Linked DNA regions of Anas platyrhynchos: region 1 is linked to region 2. Evidence: chromatin contacts called from public Hi-C data. All regions are on one chromosome and are shown on one strand. The core of a region is the stretch at or near the end of the contact, and the rest is flanking DNA. Distances in the headings are between cores, read along the strand shown. Region 1 overlaps GPC3 (glypican 3). Region 2 has its middle 78 kb from the start of HS6ST2.

Evidence for each region. A called contact is a pair of places that touch in the nucleus more often than the background predicts.
Region 1: a Hi-C map of subcutaneous adipose tissue shows a contact between it and region 2, with 2.4 times the contacts expected there. The contact joins two enhancer-like sites. A contact is called at or near these places in 3 of 8 Hi-C or Micro-C datasets (liver, skeletal muscle and subcutaneous adipose tissue).

Annotation. Positions count from the first base shown.
Region 1 is chr10:16,622,258-16,625,240 of IASCAAS_PekinDuck_T2T, reverse strand. All of the region lies in intron 6 of GPC3 (glypican 3), which reads left to right. Among named protein-coding and RNA genes, the nearest start is that of GPC4, 62 kb to the right of the region's middle. Within about 2 kb of position 1,285, at least 3 of the 8 cell types and tissues checked have an H3K27ac peak or open chromatin away from gene starts, as enhancers often do. A contact at or near this core is called in subcutaneous adipose tissue, where this site is marked.
Region 2 is chr10:16,474,121-16,477,237 of IASCAAS_PekinDuck_T2T, reverse strand. No RefSeq gene overlaps it. Among named protein-coding and RNA genes, the nearest start is that of HS6ST2, 78 kb to the right of the region's middle. Within about 2 kb of position 1,812, at least 1 of the 8 cell types and tissues checked has an H3K27ac peak or open chromatin away from gene starts, as enhancers often do. A contact at or near this core is called in subcutaneous adipose tissue, where this site is marked.

The sequences.
Region 1 (2,983 bases), core at 36-2,535, 150 kb before region 2:
GGTCTGTGTGGCACATGTCTGACATCAACTCTTGTTGAAGTCCTCTTTGCTCATGGCTGGAATGGAGGGTCAGTTGTTAGTTTGCTGCATGTCCTTGGATGTCTGCTCCTAATCACTGTCAAAACAAGTTACTGTTTAATGGGGATGTGGCAGAGCTGGATGAGACCCTCTTTGCCAGGCAGGGAGCTTCCTTCCCACGGTCTCAGACCTGGCATCATTGCAAGGACAAGCAGTATCTTGTCTCTACCCATCATGCCAGGCCAGGTTAAGTCTGTGAAGCCCCGCTGCTGCCAAGGGATTAAGTGACACCTCTGCGCTGTGTTCAGTTGGCAATGGCTGTGAGCTATGTGAGGGAAACTGCCTTTCACACAGTGTGAGTGCTGCAGGGAGAGGGTTTAACCTCCCAGAGCTCTTCTACAGTATTGACTCGAGCCAGCCCTGCCTTTGTCCCCCAGCTGGGCTGGGGTCTGGCTCTGGACTCTGCTCTCTGTCACTGTGTAACTCTCAGAGGGGTTGTTTTCTAGTAGGCTGGCAGCTTAGACCTCTGTACTCTCTGGGAACATACAGCATTTGGGTCTTGCTGGGAAAATACTCAGGTCATAACGCTGTCTTTAACATGGCTGAGCTGCCCTGTCTCCCTCAAGAGAGCTTTTACTGGTGGGGATCTCGTCCAGGTTTGCTCCAGCACGATGCTTTCAGCAGCAGCAGCTTCCCATGGTAAAGCCCAGCTGCACCCCGGCTGGTGGGCTGTGAGGGCTGATCTGCCTGAAGTTGCTGGCTTAGCGACTTTTCTGCTAACCTCTGCTTTCCTGCTCCCGCGGGTGCCAGGGGCTGTTGTGATAACAGTTCCTGGCCGAAGCCCTGCAGGGCAGGCACACGTCACCGGCCGCTGGCTGGGAGCACTGGGGCCACTGGGACCCCGAGAGCACCTCAGCATGCAGAACAGGCGATGGCAGCGCAGGCTGCTGTGCCTTCCTGCATGGAAAAGCTGTGCCATCTGCCCACAGCCTGTAATTATTAAGGGGGGGGGGAGAGAGAATAGCATAATCAGCTCCCTATTAAATGGGGTAGAGGGCAGGCTTCAACCTGCAGGTGATAATGATATTTTGCCGTTCACAGTGAGAAAGTCGCACCGAACAAAACATGGTTATTAGCGTACTTGAAACTGCTGACATAAAGTGGTTGTGAAATGCTGGCTGCCAGATTGGGTCAAGTTAGGTCTTCGCTGAACAGTTCAGGCTGCTGAGGAGCTAAGCTTTGTGGAACGAGGGACCCTGGGTAAACACAACTTGGCTGAATGCAGCTGTTTACAGCAGCAGCCTGTCTGTGTCAGCTCCTGCTCTGAGAAGAATAGGGGTAAGTGGGTGAACGTGGTCAGCTCAGTCATGGTCTTTTACAGCTCTCTCCCTTGTTCGCAGTATCAGACTGGAAAGTTGTAGCGTTGTAGGGAGCAGATGAGTTGTTTTGATTTGGATGGCATAAATTGTAAGAGTTTGAAAAAATCAACCCCTCCTGTGAAGTTATGTTTGAGAAGGAGGGGAATTGAGAATAAAATCAGGAGGAAATGTAAAGTGACTTGTGAAAGTTAGTTATGAACCTAGCTATTCACACTGAGGTGGTAAGCAGCTTATGTACTGGTAAAATAACTGTGGATGTTACTTAAATTAGGGATTTTGGGTGGCAGAGCTCACCATCACACTTCTTTTCTTGGCCTGCTGAAGTTTTGTGATCTGCTTCACATCTGGAACACATCTTGGATGCTAAAGAGTAGGAAATGTGAAAGGAACAACTCTGGATGAATTACAGTTGTTTTTCAGGTGTTGGTTTCAGATCTGGGAAAGTGTGGGCTCCTAGGCTTGGGAAGGGTGAAAAATTCAGTATCTACCAAACTCAAAGGACAGTGGTTTCTGAGGTTTTGCAAACATTCAGTCTTTTTGGAAAAAAAGAATTCGTGTAGCGCTCAGAGTTCTAAACTGGTTTCCCATGTGACTACCAGTATATTATTTGTCGAGCACAACTTAATTAAATCCTCCCCATTTTTTTTGTGTTGGAGATGCAGGTCAGTTTTCATTCATACTGGTAGACTCAGGAACCGTGCTAGTTGGTGCAATTTTTGTTAGAGTTCCACAGCATTTTCTTGTAGTTTTTTGCCAATGTCTGCAACTTGCTGGTGCTTTGGCTTCAGTTTACTTCAGGCTGCTCATGCTGCTGAAAAATGTGTGTTCTTTCATCAGTACACCAAATTTTCAAGTTTGCTTGAGTTTGGCAAATATGTTGTAGGAGGGAGGAAATAATGCTTGCTCAGGAGTCTTCTCAAACTGAATCTGTGTAAGCATATGCATATATGAGAAATCCTTTTCAAACTTTTCCAGTTTGAGAATGTTATTTGTGCATTAGAACCAAATGCACAGTGGCTAAAAAGAATACAGAAAACTTAACCCATAGAGAAAGGGAATGTAAAAAAATTTTCCAGATTGTTTTAGCTTGGTCTAAGCATCTTTTATCAAGCTAAGATAAATAAATGAATGAAGCATGGCTGTCTGAGTGGTGTGTTGTCTCAGGTCAGTTCTTTCTGGATGAGTCACAATTGCTGATGCCTACTCATCATATCAGAACTCCAGACCACTTTTTTTTCGTGTGCATGTGTGACTGTGGGTGGTGCTATTTTTTTTTTGCATTGGTGGGCGAGATGGTTTGTTATTACTGTATTGGAAGCAAAGATTCCTTTTTCAGTTCTGTTAGATGTGTCTACCAAGTTGTGATTTGAGTTATTTTTGCTCTGTGTCCAGAGGCAGGAATAGCCCGTCCATAAATATTAGCATTGTTATCTCAGCTGGGAGGCCAAGGGTCGCCTTCAGGAAAATGAGTTGGAATTGGTTCCTAACTTTTATTTCCCAGAGTGGATGGGGTCTGTTGCTGGCTAGAAGGGTTTTCACTCATCCCACACATGAAACTATATTGGAAGTGAGAGGTTATTCATTGT
Region 2 (3,117 bases), core at 563-3,062:
GAATGGGACTTTCTCTATCCAGCTTTTCTCAATGCCTGTGTATCCAGATTTCCATTGTACTAGTTTATCTTGGAAGCTGAAAATATTTGAATTCATGTGCTGTCAAGTCTTGCTTCAGATCAAACCTTTCTGTCCCCTGGATAGGAATCAGTTTGATTTGTGCTTTTCTCTTAGGTTGGAATCAATCATCCTGCTCTGATTTGAATGACCGTTTTACCCCACTAAAGGTTCACATTAACAGGCATTCCTGGGATGTTTTCTTGATTGGGTTCAAGGCATTGTGTGTTCCCATCTGTCCTGGCTGATTATGAACCAGCTCTGCCAGCTAATGTTGGCTGGGAAACGTTTTCTTTCATACATTAGTCCAAACTAGGCCCTGAGAAACTGTTTTCTACCACAAACCTTTCAAACCCCATTGTGGTCATGACGTGCATTTTCCAGCTGGGAGGACTTGTGTTCTTCTGGGCTTGTGGGTGTGATGGTGCCTGCACCGTGCAGCAGCTGCCGGTGTTGGGGTGTTGCAGAAACACCCTGTGAGAGACACTCCTTGTTCAAATTCCAAAAAGATGTGGCAGGAGGGGCTGAGAAAGAGCTGAATAAGGACATCTAAGAGCTTGGGTCTGTGGTGTAACTCTGTGTAATGCCAAGAGAAAACTCTGGGTTATCTCTGAAGACCTGAAAGGGCCAGATCAGGCCCTGGGCTGTTCGGGTTACCTGCTTGAACCAAACCTAGGAGTGTTATTTGCCTGTATTCCTGTATTCTTCATACAGAGACGTTGTATTGCATCACCATGATGTGAATGTCCTCTGCTGCTTTCCTCCTCTTCTTGAAAATGTTATCCATCTTTTCACTGAAGTCCTGGATATTCATTCTGCTTCATGCAAGGCTTAGATTTTGGGATGGGGTGGGTGACTGTATGCTTTCAAGCATAGTCAGGGATATCCCCTCCAATATCCCTAATGAGTGAATGTGTCTCCTGCATATGACAAAGGGAATGAGCTTGTTTCCATTGCAATAAGGTTTTTTTTTTTTTTTTTTTTTTTTTTTTTTTGAGGTAGTATTGCCCTCCTGGGGCATCCTGCATTCCTGTTCAACTGGGAATTAAACGAGGACTTGCGCCATGGGAAACTAAGATGTGTACAGATGCTTGTTCTTGATGTGGCACAGGTTCAGCCTGGGGAGCCGTGCTGTTGGGTAAGCTTGTGGGCAGCAGCAGGGCAGTGGTGTTTGCTGCTGGGCAGGATGCCCCATGCACGTACAGCCCTCAGGCTCACAAGGCAAAGGACAAGTCGGCTGCAAACACTTCAAAACAAGTTTGCAGCAGAGAGTTTTAACATTCCCAGCCTCTTCCCTAATCTCTTGGTACGGGAGTTTTTGGTGTGAGATGCACTGGACAGTGTGACTGGAGTCCAGGAGCCCTGTGTCCCATGGAGGATGCTCCCCGTGCTTCCTGCTGACCCTCATCCACTGCCAATCAGCCCTTGAAGCTGTGTGAAGGTCAGGCAAAAAGAGCATTTTTACAAGGCTGATTAAAAGAAGGTATGGGGTAGTGAGGAAAAGGGAAGATAAATGGTTCTGATTTACTGAAAAGCCCTTTTCTGACACTTCCAGATTGCTAATGGAGACAGGCAGAGGCAGAAGTAGAGGAAGGCAGCAGTGGCTAATGCAAAGACCCCTCACTCATAACAGCTGTTTCTTATGAATTAGACTTGAAAAGAAAAAAAGAAAAAAAAGCATCCCTCCCTGCCCTGCTCGTCTGCAGCTCCAGTCAAGGTGGGTGTGGAGCTTGGATGGTTTTCAAACCCCAAGTTTCTGGCCTCACTGAGGCTGCCCTGGCGCAGCGCGATGTCACTGCGCGGGAATGCGCTTCCCCTGCGCTGGGACATCTCTGGCCAACACCAGATACCCTTCCTTCCTGCCTGCTCCCATGGTGGGGATTATTGCCTTTGGCTTCTCCTGGCTTTGAAAAGCATCCAAAGAGCTCAGCTCTCGCAAGCTGAGAGTGGAGACAGAAAGCCTCTCCCCGCCTCACCTGTTTGTGGTTATTCAGCTCCCTCCCTTCACGCTTTGGCACAATAATGGCCTGAAAGTAAAACAAGAGGCAAGTTCTCCCCCAGCTCAAAGCACTGAATGAAACCCAGCCAGCGGGGCCTATTGAGACAGCATTGAGACAAATGTCAACTTTAGCACAAAGAAGCTTAAATGACTGACACAGAAAGGAATAATCTCGGATCTGTTTTCCAGGCTGCTCCCCAGCATAGTTGTGCTGCAGACGGAGACAATTTTCAGCTCCCCAGGGAGATTGTATAGCCAAAAAAAGATACTTGGTGGTGATATGCTATAAGACTAGGTCATGAGAATGGATGTTTGGAATAATGACAGAATTCATTATAGGCAAACTAAATTAAGAGAGTGTCTTGAGAAACATATGGGGAGGAAATTGCCACTGAAGCTCTGCAAAGTGTAGCTTTATTTCTCATTGTACTGGGCTCTCCCAAAGGCCTACATGAAACAGGACGGGGTTATCAGAGTCATTTTGTGGCAACTGTGTGAATCAGTTGCCTTTCAGTTTGCAGACGGGGGTTGCTTTTGTGGTTATTTGTTGCTGAATCTTCTGGGGATGTGAAAGTAATTAAGACTCATAAGTAATGGGATTGAAATGAAAAAAAGTAGTCACCTTCTTCTCCCCAGAGCTGGTAGAGAAAGGAATAATGTCCTGGTTGGTGTCTTGTTAAGGCACAGGTTGCTCAGATATTAGCAGAGAGGTGGGCTGAAGCATGGGTGCTGCATTGTCCATGCCAGCACCAGAAGCATCCTCACTGCCGCTGCGGCACCTCCCAGAGCTCCTGCTGGTCCATCTGTGTATGGTTGCAAAGCACTTCAGTCCCATAGCAGCCCCTTTGGAGGATGTGTGTGTGCCCTGTGGGTACCACAGAAGGCTCCTCACAGGCTGCGTTTCTCCATGGGATGCCAGAAGGAGCTGAAGAGCACTTGAGAAGGGCTGGGCCTGAGCCGTGCAAGTCCATTAGGATTAACAAGCCCTCAGCCCAAGAGGTGTCCTCCCCATGACTCCCACTGTTTGTGGGATTCACCAAAAAGTGTATTCACTTTCTGCA